Linked DNA regions of Mus musculus: region 1 is linked to region 2. Evidence: chromatin contacts called from public promoter capture Hi-C data. All regions are on one chromosome and are shown on one strand. Each heading gives the region's core, a stretch centred on a gene start, on an enhancer-like site or on the middle of the called end of the contact. The rest is flanking DNA. Distances are from core to core; before and after follow the strand shown.

Region 1 (3,427 bases), core at 830-3,329, 440 kb before region 2:
CTCTCCCCCTGTAAATAAGTATAGTAAACCGTAAGCTATAGTAATAATCGTGAACCGTTTGATGTCACTGAACCCTGGTGAGCCAAGCATCACACCCAACTTGATTTTGATGTCATAGACAGCTTTCATGCTGCTGTAGAATCACAGAGATATTTTTGTGAACTATTTGACAACTGGTTTATTTGCTTTGCTTTCGGCTTGGGGTTTGCTTGCACTTTTTGTAGCCCCCGGTCTCCAGTTAGTGCTGTCTGAACAAATGTTGACTCAGCTTGGCTGGATATTTTGCAGATAACCATGGCTACGCTGGCGAGGCAGCCATAACTGTCCAGAGAACATTTCCCAGCCTGTCCCCCTCCCCCCAGCTCTGTCGTTCGTTCTTCCACTGCTGTGCGCCCCGAGCCTTGGAAGTGGGGATTGATGCAGTTGTCCCATTCGGGGCTACACTGAGTGGACATTAACTCTGCACTTTGACCAGTTCTAGCTCTGTTCTACCTGCTGCCCACTGCCGAGAGAAGCCTCTGGCCAGGTTTTAACCCCAGGATTCCTCTCTTCCTAGCTATCAGCTGGAGCGCTGTCCCTCAGCAGCCCTTGGATGTTACAGCCAATGGTTTTCCACAGGGAACAACAAAGAAAGAGATTGGAAGCCCTAGGGCCAGGTACAGCTTTCTGGGGCTGGGGAGAGGGTAGCTATGAATTCAACCCTTCCTATCCAATTCTGAGACTTTTTCATTTCCCCCAAAAGGAAACTAATTACTCTTTCCTCCTCCTCCTCCTCCTCCTCCTCCTCCTCCTCCTCCTCCTCCTCCTCCTCCTCCTCCCCCTCCTCCCCCTCCTCCTCCTCCCTCACATCCTCCTCCTCCTTGGCCCTTGGAAATCCCTCCTTTGCTACACTTACTTTCTCTGTTTCTGTCTTCTGGATACTTCCTATAAATGCAGCCCTTTCCCGTGGTTTCCCCGTGGTTTCCCCATGGTCCTCTGTGTCTGCCTCACCTACCCAACATGTCTCACAGCGCACTCGCTGTGTGCACTGGCGCCATGTTCACTGCATGGGTGAGCAGCTTGCTTACCCCTCATTGGCCTCTCCTCTCTTCAGTGAGGCCTTGGGGACGTTCTGCTCCAGGCTGCTATTACAAATGGTGCTGGTGTGAACAACCAGGTACCTGTCTTGTATGCTGTAATTCCTCCTAGGGAACACACATACCAGTGAAATAGCGGGCCATGTGGTTACCACATGGCTAGCTTTTTAGGATGAGTGAACCATCTTCCCAGCACCTGTGCCATGGCCATTCCCACGAACCCTGGAGAGGAGCCCCAGCTGCCTTGCATCCTGCCCCACGCTTGTGATTGCTGTCAGGTCTGAAGGGCTGCTCCTTGTTTCGCTCTGCATTTCCCAGTCACTGATACTACGGGCATCTTTTATGTGCTGTGTGCTTGCTAACCATTTGTAGTCTTCTTTGGAGAAATATCTGCTCTCGTTCCTTGCCCATTCTGTAACTGATTTGTCTTTATTTTTAATTTTTAAATTACATCCATGTATTTTGGGGGACCGTGTGGAGGTCAGAATACATTTTGTGGGGTTCAGTTCTCCTCTTCCACCTTGTGGATCCCAAGGACCAAACTCAGGTCTCTATGGACCAGGCTGGCCTTGAACTCACAGAGATCCTCCCACCTAGGCATGTGCCTCCAGACCCAGCCCTTTTTACTTTTTTAAAAAGGATTTTGTTCATTTTACTTTATGTGTGTAGGTCTTTTTCCTCCATATATGTCTGGGCACTATGTGTGTGCAGTGCTCACAGAGGCCAGAAACGGGTGTCAGAGTCCCTGGAACTAGAGTTACAGTTTTGAGAGCCATCTTGAGAGTGCTGGGAATTGAACCAGGATTCGGCAGAGCAGCCAGTGCTCCTAACCACTGAGTCCTCTCTGCTGCTCCCTGTTTTGATAGCGCCTTTTACTGCACAAAAGTTTTGAATTTTAATAAGGTCAAATTTATGTACTTTCTCTTTTGCTTGGCTGTACCTTTGGTTGCTTATCTAAGGAATCAGGGTTACAAAGGTCTGTGCTTTGTTTCTTGTGTTTCCTGTGGTAGAGGGGCGGGTTTCCTGCTGTGCTCTGGATCTGTTTGGGACTGACTCAGTCTCCTCTTTGGCCCCCACTCTGCTGACTGTGGCTTCTCTTAGAGTCTTTACCCTCACACTTCTAGAGGCCAACTCAGCTACCGCTACCCCCTGAATCAGGAGGATCACCTCTCCAGTGCTATGGTGCAGCTCTCCAGCCTGTCACAGTGTGTCAGTGTTCCCTGTGTGACCTGGAGTGTGTCACCTTCTAACCCTATTGTCTGTATGAGTTGGGGGCAAGGCCAGCTGTTCTGTGGGCTGCAATGTTCTTTTATCTGTTCAACGAGAGTTCGTGGGTAGACCACTTGTCTTAGTTACTTTTCTCCTGCTGTGACCAAGCACCATGGCCAGGGCAACCCACAGGAGGAAGCTTTTAATGGCAGCTTAGGTCTCAGAGGGTGAGTCCAAGACCATCATAGTGGGAGCATGACAGTAGGCAGGCTGAGAACTTAATCCTTATCTGCAAGATAAGGATAGAGACAGACAGACTGACTGACAGACAGAATATGAATTAGAAGGAAGACTCTGCAGGGCAGCAAAACCTTGGGGACTGAAGGGGCCAGTATCAGACCCTGGTACCATTTCTCCCAGGGGTAACTAGGCAAAGCACTCAGCCTCTCCCAGCTTACTTGCCAACTGTAAAGCAAAGTTAAGCAGTGTCAGAACTGAGCGAAATGGCATTTTGCAAAATTGATTTCCCTTGTAGCCACCTAATGACCTTTGAACATTACTGGTACAGGGATTCCAGCTCACTCTATCCTAGGACCAGCAGCTGCTAGAAGAAGCAGGCCCCTCACCGCTCATCCCTAAGTGAATGCATTGTGAGGCCCCCTCTGGACTCTCTGGGGACCTCAGATGGCATTGTTAGACTCAAGAAGGGAGTGTGTAAAACAATGGGAAATACCAATAACCTCATAAAAGATGCTCATGTTAAGAAGCTTGGTTTTTACTCTGCATAGTAGAGGCTAATTCTCTTTATCCCGAAGAAAAACAGCCTCTGTGTCCATTGAGACACTAGAATATTCTGGAAAGATCACGAAACAGCTCACTGAAAAGGATGAGCAGGGGGGTTTGCTTGTTTGTTTTTACGTGTGTGTGTGTGTGTGTGTGTGTGTGTGTGTGTGTGTGTGTGAGAGTCTACACTTGGGTGAAGATGACCACAGAGGCCAGGGGCTGCTGAATGAGGAGGTGGAGCCACCAGACTCTGGTACTGAGAACCGAGTTGAGGTCCTCTGTAAAGCCAATATGCACTCTGGACTGCTGAGCCATCTCACCAACCCGGGCTGAGAGATTTTAACTACATTCATACATTG
Region 2 (3,560 bases), core at 788-3,287:
ACCTCACAGGTAAGCCCTCCATAATGGACCCTGAGGACAGGAGAATGATTTCTCCTACACAGCAACAAAAATTGCCCAGTTCAGGCACAAGAGTCTGAATACTTAACTGCTTCACTCAGACTGGTAGTTAACAAGCAGCAACCCCACACCCCTTTTGACCAGTTTTCTAGAGGCCTGCCCTGGCTTCTCAGGACAGCCAAGCAGACAGACCTGTTTTCCTGTAGAAGTCTCTGCCAGGCCTTTGCTGCCCTACCACCAGCCAGGGCCTGGGAAATCCCCCTCCAGCCTTTTCCTGGCCTGTCACCAGAAGTGCACAGAATGAGTTCATCTCCATCCTTTCCATCTTCCTCTTCCCTAGTCATGTGCCAGCTGTGGGGCAATACCACCCCACCTCTCCTGGGCTCTATGAAAAGAAAAAAAAAAAAAAAGATGCACAATCACGGGAAGAACAAGCACTTATCGTGGAGCAGGGGAAAAAAGATGGAGGGATGTGAGAATCCCTGAGCCAAATCTACTGCATGCAGACCAGAATCCTGGTCCTGCAAACCCAAAGACGGAGGCTTTCCACATAGCAGACCACACCTGTCTAAGCCAGCCTCCTGTTCCATTTTAAACAATTGATACAGCAAACCAGTCGGGTGGAAAAACAAACCACCTCCCTTTCCTAGCGAGAATAAGAACCCTAATCCAAGAATCACTCGCCCCTAGTTTTATTTCTTTTCTCACTCTTTGTTTAGGAGACACTACCTCCTTAACCAGAAAGGTAGGTACCATGCTGCAGCGGCAGAAATGAAGAGTCTCAGACAAGAAGACCTTTGAGGATCATGACGCTAATAAATGCGACCTCAATAGGCAGGTTTCACTCAGCCATCCACAAGTGAACACATGCCTGCAGTCCTAAGGTACCCGGCTCCACACGCCTAGTAGGCAGCTTTCCCCCTAGGCAGTAGTTATCTTATTTGATCCTATTCATCCTCTGACATGGAAGGAACCAGGGGAAGGGCAGGAGTTAGCTTCATACCCATACCTTAGCACATTAAGAGGTTTCGGGCGCCCCGGCGCGCCCTCCCTTGCACTCCACCCTTCAAGGCCTCCGTCACCCGCGGACTCACCACTGTGCGAGCTGAACCACCTGGGTGCGATGTGCAGAGGTAGAGCATCCGCCAGCGAGGCTCGGGAGCCCAGGTACAGCATCCCGTCTCTATGGTGACCGCCGCCGGTCTCTTGGTAACCATTGCCGTGGGCATAGGTGGAGTCCGACGTGGACCCTCCGCCGCCCGGCGCCCTCTCGGAGTCGCCGGTCCCGCGGGAGGCGGGGGTGTAGAGACTAAAGGGCACCCCTCCGGCCGTGCTGGGGTCCATGCCCATGCCCGCCACCGAGCTGACCGAGCGGCTGCGCAGCCCCATCGCCCCGCCGCCCGTCCGGTAGTGCCCAAAGTGGGGCGCCCCTCCCGGCGGCGGCACGGCGCTGTCATCCGTAGAGACCCCCGGGAAGGGGCCCCGAGAGCGGGCCGCCGTGCTCTGCTTGCCCCCCATGTTCGCCGGGGCCCCGGTGGGGCGGGAACGTGGAGGCTGAAACCCTCCCCCACTACTCAGAAGCGGGTGGAGGTCTGGGCGAACATAAAGGCGGAGGGTTGGGGTTGGGGAGAGTCACAAAAGAGCCCCGAGGGGAGAAAAATGAAAAAAGGTGAGGGGGGGAATCCTCAAAAAAAATCCGCGGGGTGGAAAAAGCAAGCGAGCGGGGACCCCAAACTAAGAATTTCAAACTGTCCAAGCCGAATGCATGTTCCCCTTAAGGTCCGAAGAAGCGCGGTCCAGAGCCGGCGCCTCGCGCCACAGGCCGCCCCCGGGCTCCGGAGCCTAAGGAGCCGCAGCGAAGGGAGGGAGGAGCCGGAGGAGGCCGCTCGCCCGCAGCAGGAAGCGGCGGAGGCTCCGGGCGCCGCGCCGTTCGCGTCCCCCGTCTCAGGACTCCTCAGCCCGCGCCGGCGGCCCTCACTCCTCCAGGCTTCGGGAGGGCTCGCGGCGGTGGGGCAGCCAGGCGGAGCTCTGGAAGCCGCGGTCGCGTGGCGTCGCGCTCCGGCTCCAGCCGCCGCCGGCCCCGCCAGCCAGCCGCACCGCCCCGCTCCGTCCCGGGCTGCGCTCGCCGGCGCTCCTCGCCGCCGTGGAGACAATGGAGGGCGGCAGAGCGCACGCGCGGCCCGCGCCCCCTCCCTCCTCCCGCACCCCCCCCCCCGCCGGGTTAACCCCTTCGCGGCCCCTGCGGCGCAGCAGCGAGCTGCGGCCTTGGAGGTCCCCACCCACCTACCGCCTGCGCCCCGGGCGGTCCAGGGACAGGACGTCTCCAGCCGCCGGGCGTCTGCGACAGAGGTCAGACTTCCTCTGGATCACAGCTCTGCTGGAGTCGCGGCGAAAGTCGAATCAATGTCTTCAAAACGAGACCCTGAGTGGGGGGAGGGGTAACGACGGTTTTAGCGGGTAGGAAGGAAACACCGAGAAGAAAGAAAAACCAACTAATAAAGCCTACCTGGGTTTGAAGGGTCACTGGGGGAGCTCCCCTCCCGCCACAGACCTGCCCTCACAGCACCCTCTGGTGGATATGCTGTCCATTCGTTTGGAGGTTCTCCATCCAAGGACCCCAGCCAACCTTAGGAAGTTTAGCATGGGGGGCGGGGGGGGGGGGGGAGGAGGGAATCAGCTTGGACCCAAACACATTTGGGATTAGCTGTTAGGAGATACAACAGTGCCCCAGTGGCGCCTAGACTTTGCTGTCGTTAGATCAGAACCAACTATTTGGGTCTGAATCGATTCCTTAGGCTAGAATATAATCCTCAAAATCAATAGGTGGATTAAAAAAAAAAAAAAAGTAAGAACCATGCAGCGGGAAAGCTGTTTTAGAAACTCCTTGCCCAAGGCCGATTGCTGTTTTGTTTATCATGTATTTTGACATAGAGCCATATTTTGACATAGAGCCACAAGGCAAGGGCACAGTACTCAATAAATATTTGTTGACCAAATTGCATTTTGCAACAGAGACTCACCTTGCCAGGTCAGTCCCAGTCTTTCTCATATTTTCACTTTGCTTATTCTTTGAGCAAATAATTTTTCAAGTGCTCAGCTCTGAGCACCGTAAGCATCACCCAGTCACTAACCTGACCTTCTCTTGTCACTCTGTCAAGTGGGCTCCGTGCTTCCGAAAATGGAATTGGAGGGAGATTTAAAGGGGCTAATAGACTTGTCTCTTCCAGTGTGACTAGCCTGGAAGGCCACAGAAAGATGGTTGTTTGCAAGCACAGAGTGCTGGGGGTGAGCTAAAAGCTTCGAACAAGCTGGGCAGTGGTGGCCTATGCCTTTAATCCCAGCACTTGGGAGGCAGAGACAGGAGGATTTCTGAGTTCGAGGCCAGCCTGGTCTACAGAGTGAGTTCCAGGACAGCCAAGGCTATACAGAGAAACCCTGTCTCGAAAAAAAAAAGAAAAGAAAAGAAAAGAAAAAGAAAAGCCAATGCAAAAATTTTCATGGCTGTGGTGCTCACCTTAATCCCACCACTCGAGAGGTAGAGG

Evidence for each region. Promoter capture Hi-C pulls out the DNA fragments that hold promoters and counts their contacts.
Region 1: a promoter capture Hi-C map of the HPC-7 cell line shows a contact between it and region 2. The contact joins the enhancer-like site here to the promoter of Znrf1 in region 2. A contact is called at or near these places in 8 of 39 promoter capture datasets (the 3T3-L1 cell line, the HPC-7 cell line, cranial neural crest and 4 more) and 2 of 115 datasets of contacts at active chromatin or transcription factors (T-cell acute lymphoblastic leukemia and microglia).

Annotation. Positions count from the first base shown.
Region 1 is chr8:111,975,268-111,978,694 of GRCm38.p6, reverse strand. It overlaps Adat1 (adenosine deaminase, tRNA-specific 1), which reads left to right. Exons shown (of 10, transcript NM_013925.5): 8 at 557-656. Among named protein-coding and RNA genes, the nearest start is that of Adat1, 15 kb to the left of the region's middle. Within about 2 kb of position 2,079, at least 49 of the 459 cell types and tissues checked have an H3K27ac peak or open chromatin away from gene starts, as enhancers often do. A contact at or near this core is called in the HPC-7 cell line, T-cell acute lymphoblastic leukemia and liver, where this site is marked.
Region 2 is chr8:111,535,117-111,538,676 of GRCm38.p6, reverse strand. It overlaps Znrf1 (zinc and ring finger 1), which reads right to left and starts at 2,037. Exons shown (of 4, transcript NM_133206.4): 1 at 1,113-2,037. The coding sequence starts at 1,536.